3 separate regions of the Mus musculus genome follow, and all the other regions are linked to region 1. Evidence: chromatin contacts called from public ChIA-PET and HiChIP or PLAC-seq data. All regions are on one chromosome and are shown on one strand. The core of a region is the stretch at or near the end of the contact, and the rest is flanking DNA. Distances in the headings are between cores, read along the strand shown.

Region 1 (4,234 bases), core at 458-2,957:
TGGCTCAGGGGTTAAGAGCACTGACTATTATTATTATTTTTTCTTTTGGTTCTTTTGAGACAGGGTCTCTGTATAGCCCTGGCTGTCCTGGAGCTCACTTTGTAGACCAGGCTAGCCTCGAACTCAGTAATCCGCCTGCCTCTGCCTCCCGAGTGCTGGTATTAAAGGCGTGCGCTACCACGCCCGGCCGGCACTGACTATTCTTCCAGAGGTCCTGAGTTCAATTCCCAGCAACTGCATGGTGGCTCACAGCCATCTGTAGTGGGATCCGATGCACTCCTCTGATATGTATCTGAAGACAACTACAGTGTACTCATGTAAATAAATCTTTTTTAAAAAACAAAGCAAAAAGTAATGTTGGCCAAGCTGGACAAGAACTAGGAGAGCCACCTGCCTCTGCTTCCCACATGCTGCGATTATAGGTGTACACATCCAACTGGCCTGATTTTTACTTTCTTATAGCACCTAGGATAATCAGCCTAGGGGTGGTACTACTCGCAAGGAGCTCAGCCCTTCCATATTAATGACTAACTTAAAAGTACTTCCTAGGCCAATCTTATAGAGGTTATTTCCTGAACTGTGGTCTCCTCTTCTCAGTTTATGTCAGATTGAGAAATAAATAAATAATTAATTAAAAACATAAATAATCAGGACAGAGCAGTAGTATTCTGGGTCTATTAGCCTAGCCCACAGATCTTTGGTATTCTCGAGCTTGGGTCAGCAACACTTGAACATCTTTCTTTCTTTTTTTTTTTTTTTTTTGGTTTTTTTCGAGACAGGGTTTCTCTGTGTAGCCCTGGCTGTCCTGGAACTCACTTTGTAGACCAGGCTGGCCTCAAACTCAGAAATCCGCCTGCCTCTGCCTCCCGAGTGCTGGGATTAAAGGCATGCGCCACCACCGCCCGGCTTGAACATCTTTCTTTCTTTCTTTCTTCTTCTTCTTTTTTTTCTTTTTTTTTTTTTAAGATTTATTTATTTATTTATTTATTTAAAGTACACTGTAGCTGTCCTCAGACACTCCAGAAGACGGAGTCAGATCTCATTACGGATGGTTGTGAGCCACCATGTGGTTGCTGGGATTTGAACTCCTGACCTTCGGAAGAGCAGTCGGGTGCTCTTACCCACCGAGCCATCTCACCAGCCCTGAACATCTTTCTTAAATCACATGCATAGTCCGTGCTCCAGCAACTCTGGTAACAGAGATACAGGCATTTTGGGTATCATCTTGTAATTCTTCTGTAGACTGGACCTCACTTTTCCAAGGCATGTTTGTTCAGATGACCTGTCCCTGGCGTTCTGCCTCCCCGAGTCCTGGGATCCTTACAGCTTCACAAATGGGCCATCAATCTGTGCATACCGCGATCCCAGCCCTCAGGGAACTCCTACTGAGACACAGGATTCTCACGTCCGGCCGGGTCCTGTCTCAGGCTCTCAGGTACAGGCAAGCCTGTCACCTCACCCAGAGCTGCCTCACCACGACTCAGCCTAAGCTAGAGATGTTGCCTGACTGTTCTAGAAAATAGGCGGGGGGATAGGGAGGGACGAAAAGGCCGTAGAACTGCTGGATTGGTGACATGTAAGTGACGTCATCACGGCGCCCAGCCCTCTGGGGGTCATAACACGAAGGAATTGGCTGGCCTTCGATGACATTTTGGGCGCGCTGGCGGGCCGACTCTAGATGTTAGGGGATTGGTTGGTGTTGGTGTGGCGTCATCAGAGCGCGCCGGGAACGCCCAGGATGTATGACTCTGGATCTGTCGGCTGGGGATAAATGGCCCAGGCTGCTGCAGGGGCAATGCTACGCTTTCCGGCCTTGAGAGAAGTCGGGCGCTTCGCGGCGATTGGAGCTGCAGTTTCTACTGCGGTGTCACCGGGATAACCACAAAGGGCACCGCTTGTCTGTCTCCGCCTCTGACTACCCGTGAGTGCCAGGTACCGGTGTGGTTGCGGGCCGCTGGGGCCCGGGGAGCTGGTGAACTAGGGGCTGGCGTCTCCGCGCTGTGATTTCTCGTGGCCTGGCCATCAAGGAGTTACTGTCTCAGCACAGTGACATCTCACATCCCCAGGTCAACTGCCCTGAGCCATTGTCGCGGCAGCCAGGCATAGTGGTTGTTGCAGGCCTGTAGTCTCAGCGCTGGGGAGTTGAGTTATTAGATCACAAGCTCCAGGCTAACCTGAGCTAAGTAGTGAGACACACTTTCATGAAACAGTCTACTAGCAGGGCATGGTGGCTCGTGCCTTTAATCCCTGCACTCCAGAGGCAGAGACAGGCGGATCTCCGAGTTGATAGCCAAAGTGATCTACAAAACGGGTTAAGGGACAGCCAGCACTACAAAATAGCGTCTGTCCTAGGCCCCCGGCCCCCTGTTTAAAAAAGGGGGGGGGGAGAAAAGAAACAGTCGGTGGTCATTTGGTAATACGTCACGTGCTGCTTGCTTTGAACAAAAACATTTCATAATGCGGATTCTGTTGTGCACGACTTAAAAGGTTTCCTCCCCGACAGGAATGAGATCCACCCTAACCACTAAATGCAGTAGGAAAGGAAGGGGGAAGGGTGGGAAGTGAATTGGCTTAGAGGTGTTAGAGGTGACGTTTGAGGAAGTGACACTGTAGACTGGTCCTTGACAAGTCAAATAGATGTCTTCTGAAGCCTGAGAGTTCTCAACAAGGAGTAGATAAGAAGTTCCCAGCAGAGAAAGTAATAGAAAGATGTGAAAAGCTCTTTGGGGACTTGACCTGTGGAAAGTGCAAGAGTTTCGAGTCATTTGATAGGTGACAGGACTTGGAGGAGACTTTGCTTCAAGCCTGGTCTCCGGGATGCCAGCCTCTCTGCTTGTCTGTTTCTTGTGGTTAATTAAAGTGCCGCTTGCCTTGATCGGCCCTGGCCTGATGTCATTATGGCGTGTGCACAAAGTAAAACTGAAGGCATGAGGGAGGGAGAGGCAAGGGACAGCCTACTCTGGGGAGCATAGTCAACTGATGCCACTTAGCACCTGGCACCGAATCTTGTTGATGTCAACAAGTGTATTGAGGAGTTGAGACTGCAGCTTGAGTTCCAAGGAGACCATAATTTTCAGTGGCAGCTATGGACTCCATACGGGAAGCCTTTCTTTCTCTCACCACATTTGTTTTGTTTTTGCCAGAGCTGGGGATTGAACCTAGAACTTCCCCCTCCCACATGCTACGCAGAGCATTCTCTTATTAACCCAAGGCTTGGTATTTATGATGAAACGACCACTTTGCTCTTTGCTGAGAATTTATGAGATGGCAGTCTTTCCCATGGCCCCAGGATGGTTTGGGTTTCCCGTGCTTCTCACAAATAGCTTCTCTGTGCTCTTTGGCTGCAGGTGACAGGCCCTGGGGTCCAACTCAGAACCTCATTCTCTTCTAATTCCCACAGGTGATACTTAAATACATCTGTGTTTTTGGACAGCATTTATAATGGAGTTTCCTGACTTGGGGAAGCACTGTTCAGAACCAACTTGCAAACAGCTAGGTAAGAACTTTTGGGGGCTCTTGCTAGGGAAACAGCATTACATTGGCTGCTCTGCGGAGGACACCTGGCTGGTGCACTCTCTCGCTAGTTGGCCTCTGTCCTGGTTTAGCTTCTCAGCATGAAAACTCTGGTGCAGGAACACAGGGTCTGCTCAGAATTGCAAGTTAATGACCCCTTAAGGCCACGCAATAGCCACCAGGGCTTTGCAGATAACAAAGGCAGCTTGGATGGTTGCGATGCCACAAGAGATGATATCTGTGTTGAAAAGACGTGAAGACATTTGTGGGGCCTTCATTGTCTCTTGACCTTCCTGCATTTCTACCTTTGGGACTGGGGTTGTTGCTCAGGTGGTACAGCACGTGTCCAGCATGTCTGAAGCTCTGGAGAGGTGCAGGCAGGAGGAGCAGAGATTCAAGGTCCTCCTAGGCTACATATGAGTTCCAGGACAGCCTGCACTAAATAGGACCCTGTCTGGGTTGTTTGTTTGTTTGTTTGTGGTGTTTGTTTGTTTGTTTGTTTGTTTCTTAATTTTATGGCCCAAAGTTGTTTTCTCTCACATGTGCCACCTCCGGGATGTGTCTGTCTCTCAGACTCCAGTTCTTCAGAGGACTTACCGTTTTATCCTGATTTTTGTTTTTTAGATTTTCTGCCAATAACATGCGACGCCTGTAAACAAGATTTCTGTAAAGACCATTTTTCCTACGTGGGTCATAAGTGTCCCTTTGCGTTCAAGAAGGT
Region 2 (4,234 bases), core at 1,234-3,733, 900 kb before region 1:
AACTGTTTGCTATGCAGGCATGAAGATATCAATCCTGCAGGAAAAAGCTAAGTATGGTGGGAGTTGTAGTTTCAGAGAAGACAGGCTCATCCTTGGAGCTTGCTGGCCAGACAGCCTACATGTCCAAGATGGATGGCTCCTGAGGGGGAATAAATCTTAGGGGTTGTCCTCCAAACTCTACACACACACACACACACACACACACACACTCACTCACTCACATGAGTTTAAGGTCATCCTCAATTACATAGAGAGTTTGAGATCAGCCTGGACTATAAGAGACCTTGTTTTCCAAAACATACAAAAACCTTAATTCTTTTGTTTTTGTTTTTCGAGACAGGGTTTCTCTGTATAGACCTGGCTGTCCTGGAACTCACTTTGTAGACCAGGCTGGTCTCAAACTCAGAAATCCGCCTGCCTCTGCCTCCTGAGTGCTGGGATTAAAGGCGTTCGCCATCACACCCAGCTCTACCCAAACTTTTGAACCACTTTTGCTGTGGGGTGTTTGCCAGAGAAGACTGCTCTGGCTTAGGCTTAAGCCAATAGAAAGTATTAGCCCACTGGGGATTACACTGACGGGATCCCAGTGTCACACTGAACCTCTCTTAGGGTGAGCTTTTAAGCATGAAAACCAAATATGTCTGGGTTGACATATTTCGGTTAACAAGGACAGTTAGCCAGAAGCAGAACTACAGAAGCTGAAAAGCAAGCTTAGCACTTTCCCAGAACTATGGGCTTTGATGGATCAGGTCTTCATTTTTGGCAGGTGGTGTTTTGTGCTGAGTTTTATAGCCTGGATACTCCTTCCATGATGGAGCTAAGATCTGGGGCTCTGTTACACTTCTACACAATAGATTGTAGTCCTGGAAAATAAAGGGAACTAGACGCAGCTACAGCCAAGCTTAGGGCTTTAAAAACTTTAGAGGCACCAGCAGGGAGACTGAGAGGCATCCTAGGGCTCCAACCTTGGAGCCTTCAGTCCACTCCATGGAAATCATTAGACATCAATATCTGGAGAGGCGAGGTCTTTACTGTGAAATAAGAAAGGCCTTCCCTGATGGAGTCGAGACAGGGTTTCTCTGTAGCCCTGGCTGTCCTGGAACTCACTTTGTAGACCAGGCTGGCCTCAAACTCAGAAATCCACCTGCCTCTGCCTCCCGAGTGCTGGGATTAAAGGTGTGCGCCACCACACCCAACTGTTCTGATGGAGTCTTATTAATAACCCTCTTCTTCTCCCAGATATTTTTTTGCTTTTCCTTTACTTGAGATAATGTATCTATATGCAGTTTAGGTTGCCTTTCTTTTTTCTTTTTCTCCTTCTTTCTTTTTCCTTTCTTCTTCTTCTTCTTCTTCTTCTTCTTCTTCTTCTTCTTCTTCTTCTTCTTGTTCTCCTCCTCCTCCTCTTCCTCCTCCTCCTCCTCCTCCTCCTCCTCCTCCTCCTCCTTCTTCTTCTTCTTCTTCTTCTTCTTCTTCTTCTTCTTCTTCTTCTCTCTCTTCCTCCTCCTCTTCTTCTTCCTCCTCCTCCTCCTCCTCTTCCTCCTCCTGCAGTTCTAGACTCAGTCCTCATATTCAGCCCCGGGTCAGACACTGCTCCTGTGTGCTCTTACATCCTTGCTTCCCTCTGTCAGTCAGAGGGCCAGGCCTGGAGGTATGTATGTTCAACTTAGCTCCTAGGGAGGCTGAGGCAGGAGGATGTTCTGCCTTAGCTACAGAGTGAGTTCAAGGCTAGCCTGGCTAACTAGACCCCGAGTCAAAATAAATACATAAAGCTCAACGTCCTGGTGTGCATCTTCAATCCCAGCACTCAGGAGAGAGAGGCAGGCAGATCTTTGAGTTTGAGGCTAGCCATAGTGAGTTCCAGGACAGCCAGGGTTATATATTGAGACCCTATCTCCAACAATATACAAATAAATAATAAAGGGCTGGTGATACATAGCACAGTGGTAGAGGGCCAGCTCAGCATGTGGGAGCCTATGGGCTCAATCCCCAACAGAAAGGAGAATGGCCTGGTTATCTGCAAACAATTATGGAATGTTGTTCCTCATCAGTAATCTTCAGAGACCTATTATAGTCAGAAGACCTACTCTCTAGCCATGTTTCACGCTCCAAATCCCAGAAGGTACTAGAACACTGTTCTAATGTCCGTAGCACCTTTCACAGGGGCTGCCCCGGAATTCACAGAGCATGTGTGAGTGGGCAAGCGAATGCAAAAATGAATGGCAGCGTGGGTCAGAGGGTGGGCAAGAAGATGAGTAACAGCTGCTGGCTAAGAGCGGGGAGGTGGGTGCGCACTGGAGGGAGGTGGCACTAAGCAGCTGGGGCGGTACTCGCGCTAGCACTCAGTCTTGGACCAGAGCTGCTGAACGCTGCCCCGGCCGCGGCCACGTGGTTGGGGCGTGGCTCGTGGGTAGGGGCGTGGTCTTACTGCTTGGGGTGAGCGGAGGGGCGTGGCGAGGTTGGCATGGGCGTGGCCACGCCGGACAAGAGCTGGCGTGGGCGGGGCTGGCCGGGCGGGCGCGGGAGGAAGTCACGTGGGCGAGCGGGCTCACATGACTGGCCGCGCGATGGACCCGCTGCCCTCGCCGGCAGTCGCTGCAGCTGCTGAGGCGGAGGCTGACGAGGAGGCGGATCCGCCGGCGACAGGTAGGGCACGCGGCCCGATGGCCCTGTGCGGAGAGCCAAGTGCTTCACACTCGGGGACCACCTGTCAGTGCCACACCTCGCCTGGCCGGGGTGGGGGGGTGGACATTCTTGGGGCCAGCCTCTTCCCGCTGCTCCCTGGGACGCTGCTCTTCAGCCCTCCGTTAGCGAGCGGCCGTGTGGAGTTGCACCTGGGTCTTTTCTGACCCCACTTTGGAGACGTGGTCTAGAGAGTGGTTTATATTCATGTGTGACCATGTCCAGGGAAAGGGATGTGTCTTTGGTATCAGACTCTTTTTCCTGGGGTCCCCGGCTTTGTGGACTGTGGGGACGCATCCATGTGGCCAGAGGCGCAAGGGTGGAGCTGGGCCTGGTGTGTGCCAGCCAGGTCTGGCCAAGTGTCGCTGAGTATGGCCATCTAGAGCATTGGTGGAAAGACAGGTTCTTCTCTTGGGACGAAGGGTTTAGGGTAGTACTTTTAACCCCAGGGGAGGGAGGAGGATGTCAATGAACGCCTCTGAAGAATGGAGAGAAGGTGAAACTCCCCTCGGAGTTGGTCAACAGTCTTTGGGTCTTGTTGGGTAAAACATTGTATTTTTGAGGTTGTATGTTTGAGCCACCACTTAAGTCCCTATACCTGGGCGCCTTGAGAAAGGGAGACTGATCCAGAGCTACTTATGCCTTTTAAGAATGCTTTTTTAAAAAAATATTTCTAACTGTGTATATGTATGTGTGTGTGTGTGTGTGTGTGTGTGTGTGTGTGTGTGTGCGCGCGCGCCCTTGGAGGACAGATGTGTTAGATTCCCGAGAGGCCAAAGTTTCACCTGCCTGTTAGCCACTCAGTAGAGCTGCTGGGACCCAGACTCCTGTCCTCTGCAAGAGCTCTGGAGCCTGTGCTCTGAGCCCCTGCCTGACTCATAAAGCAATTCCTTGTGGCTTGTAGCAGTGGTGATGGGTTAGAGCTCTCTTGGCAAATTTGGGATCTTCCATATTACTTCCTAGAGAACTCAGCTAATGGCTGACGTTAGGAAGGATTTCGTCTAGATTTTTGACAGATCTTGGGCAGTGGTGTGACTTGTGTGTTAGTCACAGCCATGTAGTCCTTCACGATTGACAGGCCATCCCAGTAGCCACGTAAGTAGGAAAATGGGTTTTTCAACCTGTCACTTCCTTCTGTATGTATGAAACTTGGCACCAAGCTGGTGATGTGGCGAAGGAGATTTTCTTCCTTCTGCAAGAAACTTAGTTGGAGTGTGTCTTGGTGGAGCCTTTGGCTGGATGGACTAGAGTCAAAACACCTTTGGGAATCACTCTTGGGAAAACGTATTCTTGTGTGTGTGATGTTCTTGAGAACAGTGTGGCATGGCACAGGGATGGCAGTCAGAGGACAGCTTTGTGGAGTCACTTCTCTCTTCCACTGTTCCTTGAGTTCTAGGGATGGAGCTTGAGGTGGGTGGGCTTGTGTGTGTGAATGCAGGTAGCCACTGAGCCCTCTCACCTGGTCCCGAGGATGGCTTTGCTTTCAGAGGTAAAGAGCTCAGGCAGCGAACTTTCACAGGTTGATTTTCACTTCACTTCCTCTTCCTCTTCCTCA
Region 3 (4,234 bases), core at 1,215-3,714, 850 kb before region 1:
ACACAGTCACAGGATATACACCCTGTGGCTTAGCAGGGCATGTACAAATGTGCCTTTGAGGTCCCCTTTTCATTTATATTTTTATGCATGTATATAAGTATGTATGTATGTATGTATTTACAGTGCTGGGGAAAGAACTCAAAGCCTTGAGCATGCTAGGCTAATGCTCTCCCATTGAGCCATACCCCAGCCCCTCACTGGGGGATTCTAGGCAGGGGCTCTACTACTGAGCCATACTCCCAGTACTGAGCCATCTCTCCAGCCCCCAGACAAAGCGTCTTATTTTATTGTTTCCTAGGCCTCAACTGGCTAAGGCAGTATACAGAAACTGGGACCCTCCTAAGAGGCTGCAGTGTATAAGAAAAGGAACTTGAACAAGGGCTGGAGAGATGGCAGTGGTTAGGAGGACTAGCTGCTCTTGCAGAGGACTGTGGTTCCATTTCTAGCATCCACATGGTGGCTCACGACTGTCTAACTCTGTTCTGATGCCCTCTTCTGGCGTCTTTGGGTACCAGGCACACATATAGTATAAATGTTAACAAAACTCCTGTATTCCAGCTGGAGAGATGGCTGCTCAGTGGTTAAGAGCACTGGCTGCTCCTCCAGGGGCACCAAGTTCAATTCCCAGCAACCACATGGTGGCTTGCAATTGTCTGTAATTCTAGCTCCTGGGGATATGGCCCCCTACACAAACATACATGGAGGCAAAGCATCAATGAACATAAAAAATAAATATTTTTTAAAAGCTATACACCACCTCTGGATGGTTTTTTAAAATATTTATTTGTTTGTTTGTTTGTTTATTATATACACTGTAGCTGTCTTCAGACACTCCAGAAGAGGGCATCAGATCTCATTACGGATGGTTGTGAGCCACCATGTGGTTGCTGGGATTTGAACTCAGGACCTTTGGAAGAGCAGTCAGCGCTCCTAACCGCTGAGCCATCTCACCAGCCCCCCAAAATAAATATTTTTAAAACCCTATACGTTCTCGAATAAAAAAATCCAACAACCCTATATGTGCACAATATAAGTTAAAATTTAAAAACAGAATAAGAAGAAAGGGAAAGAAAAGGGACCCGGAAGCTTAGGCCTGGTGCTGAGGTAAGTCAGGAGAAGAAGTGGGCTTAGCATTGGCCTGTGTTCTGACTTGCCTGTGCCTGAGCCTCTGGCTTCCTGACTCAGCAAAGTCAGCCATCTCTTATTAAGCACCGGCTGTATACAGCTGTCTTTCATAGCCACAGGATATCCACAGGATATCTTTCATATCCACAGATACCAGGATACCTTACCCTTCCATGGATACTGGGATTAAAGTATGATGAAATCACTTCTTTGAAATGGCATATTTGCCTGTAACTTACAGACATCCTCCGGCCCACTTTACATGCAAACTATGTAAATTGTTTTCATGTAGGGAGTGATGACAAATGTCCTCACATTCCATACAGATGAGTGATTTGTTTTGCAAGGATTTTAAACGAGACAGAGTTGTGCCATGTTCTCCATTCTGGACTTAAACTCACAATCTTCCCGCTCAACCACCTGAGTGTAGAATGACAGGCGTGCACCAGCGTGCTCAGCTCCTTGTCTCAGTGAAATGAGCAGTGAGGACATAGATTGGAATCAGGTAGAATGGGTGTGGCTATGGCTCTGTTGATTGGCATTGCTTCAAACAGAGTCCCCATACTGTTTCCCTTTGCAATGGAAATGGGAGTGGGTGGGTAGGGGAGTGGGGGGGAGGGTATGAGGGACTTTTGGGATAGCATTGGAAATGTAAATGAGGAAAATACCTAATAAAAAAAGTAAAAAAAAAAAAAAAAAGACTAAGAACAGAGTTTAAGACTTACTTTCTTCGTTTCTGAGGCGAAAACTAGTGCTCCGAGGTCAAATGGCAGAGCCTAGAAGCAAACAAGGGTGTCCTGGTAGCTGTGATAGGTGGTAAATCGGATGTGTGTCAGGGAACTTTGGACAACCTTTGGTCTGAATTGAGGTCAAGTGTTGCAGGTGTTGGAGACAATGCACATGGAGTGCAGAGCCCAGAACCTGCCTGCAGGGGGCACTCTGCAAATGCCGTTCCCTAGCCTCCCCTCCCAGGGGCTATGGCCGGTACAGACAGGCTGCAAACTGCCCATGCATCAGCTTACCGCCCAGGTCCCCTCTCCCTCTCATTTCTGCTCCCTACTCTCTGTAGTTTCCCTGGTCTTCCCGACCTCAGGCCTGCCCAGTACCCCAGTTTTCCTGGTGGGTTTGAAGCTGCTCTCTAGTCCTTCTACCCCTTCTCTCCCCAGATTTTCCCTGGCACCCCACTCCCGACCTCCAGCGTCTCTCCCGCACCCAGATCTCATTCGCCCGGGACCATCCATACCTTCGCGCCCCAGCCAAAGTTTCCCGGGGCGGAGCCTCGCGTTGGAAGCGAGGGCGGGACTTCCGGCGGCGGGAGGAAACCACCAGCAAGCAGCAATGGCCGGGTGAGTGAGTTACGGCGTCTGCCTGCGCTAAAAGGACGTCTTTGCATACAGGAACGGAGTGGATGACAGTAGTAGGGAGCTCAGTGAATTGTGTTGCAGAGGGGTGCTGGCGACCTCCGTCCCGGGGAGCGGGACACGGGTGTACGATGTTTATTCATGTACAGACGTGAGTGAGTGAGGCTTGCAACATAGAAATAGGTGTATGGGCTCCGTGGATAAAGCTGTGCATTCGGGAGGATTGGGGTTCGGATCCCCAGAGCCTACAAAATACTGGACATGTGTGCTGACCAAATGTAACCCCAGTGCTGGGGAGGCAGAGAAAAGGGGTCCCTGGAGAAAGCTGGCGAGATAGACTGGCAGGTTGGCGACCTTACATCAATACATAAGGTAGAGAGCAAGCGAAGGGGACGTCCCTTCTCTACTTTGGACCCCCATACACAGGCAGACACATGTGCACATACATGCTAATACACATGCGTGCATGCATATCGCACATACATATGCAGAAACAAAAAGGTTGAACCAAGACTTTCTTGCCTCTCTGTGTAATGCCCACCCGCTAACTCTTTTTTCGTCATTTCAGGCATCTGAAGCTGGTAGGCGTTCCCCTTAAGGTTCGGAGGTTACACACAGCAGTGTGTCACTACAGGGGCCGGACCGGCGCTGAGCACCTGTGGCTCACGCGGCATCTAAAGGATCCGTTTGTGAAGGCCGCAAAGGTGGAGAGTTACCGCTGCCGCAGTGCCTTCAAACTCCTGGAGATGAATGAGAAGCATCAGATCCTGAGGCCCGGTCTCCGGGTGCTGGACTGCGGGGCAGCTCCGGGAGCCTGGAGTCAGGTGGCAGTGCAGCGCGTCAATGCCACAGGCGCAGGTGGGACCTGCTGGACTCCCAGCTCCTCTGACTACTGCTAGTGAGCAGCTCTTACCTAGAGACATTGTTTGAGGCTCTTTCTAAGTAGGTTTAGAGATGAGAGTTACAGAAATACGACACAGGCTGGGTACAGGACACAGCTGCTAAGTAAAGTCAGGCCCCGCAGGCCTACGAGGTGGAGGCAGGATTAGAAGTTCAGGGTCATCCCAGCTACATGGTATGTCTGTACTAGAGAAAAAAAAAAGGGCAGAGGTAGGGGGTTGGGAAGGGAGCACAGGGTGGTGGTGATGCTATGAAGATGGGTTAGTCAGCAGTGGTTCTCACTCTGGGCTGTGACCCACTGGCTTGGTGGTTGAATGGTGCATGCCGGTAAGGCTGACAAGCTTGAGTTCTCGCCCCAGGATTTACACTGTGGACGGGAGAATTGACACCAGAAAGTTGCTGTGTGGACTCCACAAATGTGCCGTGGCGTGTGCTCACTTGCTTATATACCCTCTCACATACATGATTAAATAAGCAAAATGTTTAAAAAAGAACAAAGAAGAAAACCACAGGAGTTGGCGGACAGCCTGGGTTCGCACTATGTCCCTTTCTCTAAACAAAACAAAAAGCCCCAGAAAACTAAACAATAATGGCTTCCTTTGCTTTCTGTTGCTGTCATAAGCACCATAACCAGACACTGTGAGTAGGAAAAGGTTTCCACCTGGGCTGGGGGTCTGGGCCCTGTAAGAAAGCAGGCTCTTCGAGCCAGGGGAGCAGGCAGGCTGTGCGAGCCAGGGGAGCGGGCCAGTCAGCAGCACCCTCCATGGCCTGTGCATCAGCAGCTCCTGCCTCCAGGCTCCAGCCTTGATTGAGTTCCTGTTCTGGCTTCTTTCAGTGACAGTGATATG

Evidence for each region. ChIA-PET counts read pairs in DNA pulled down with a chosen protein or histone mark. HiChIP or PLAC-seq counts read pairs in DNA pulled down with a chosen protein or histone mark.
Region 2: a contact with region 1 is called in an H3K4me3 HiChIP or PLAC-seq map of bone marrow-derived macrophages, with 2.8 times the contacts expected there. The contact joins the promoter of Snx8 here to the promoter of Zfand2a in region 1. A contact is called at or near these places in 2 of 115 datasets of contacts at active chromatin or transcription factors (bone marrow-derived macrophages and microglia).
Region 3: a contact with region 1 is called in an RNA polymerase II ChIA-PET map of memory CD8 T cells, with 10 read pairs. The contact joins the promoter of Nudt1 here to the promoter of Zfand2a in region 1. A contact is called at or near these places in 3 of 39 promoter capture datasets (embryonic stem cells, hippocampal neurons and pre-B cells) and 3 of 115 datasets of contacts at active chromatin or transcription factors (bone marrow-derived macrophages, memory CD8 T cells and pancreatic cancer cells).

The regions. Positions count from the first base shown.
Region 1 is chr5:139,481,964-139,486,197 of GRCm38.p6, reverse strand. It overlaps Zfand2a (zinc finger, AN1-type domain 2A), which reads left to right and starts at 1,707. Exons shown (of 7, transcript NM_001159908.1): 1 at 1,707-1,921; 2 at 3,401-3,496; 3 at 4,138-4,232. The coding sequence starts at 3,442.
Region 2 is chr5:140,387,557-140,391,790 of GRCm38.p6, reverse strand. Snx8 (sorting nexin 8) reads left to right here and starts at 2,483. Exons shown (of 11, transcript NM_172277.3): 1 at 2,483-2,643. The coding sequence starts at 2,550.
Region 3 is chr5:140,330,090-140,334,323 of GRCm38.p6, reverse strand. It overlaps Nudt1 (nudix (nucleoside diphosphate linked moiety X)-type motif 1), which reads right to left and starts at 2,464. Exons shown (of 5, transcript NM_008637.2): 1 at 2,369-2,464; 2 at 1,851-1,901. It overlaps Mrm2 (mitochondrial rRNA methyltransferase 2), which reads left to right and starts at 2,426. Exons shown (of 3, transcript NM_026510.1): 1 at 2,426-2,471; 2 at 3,055-3,344. The coding sequence starts at 2,464.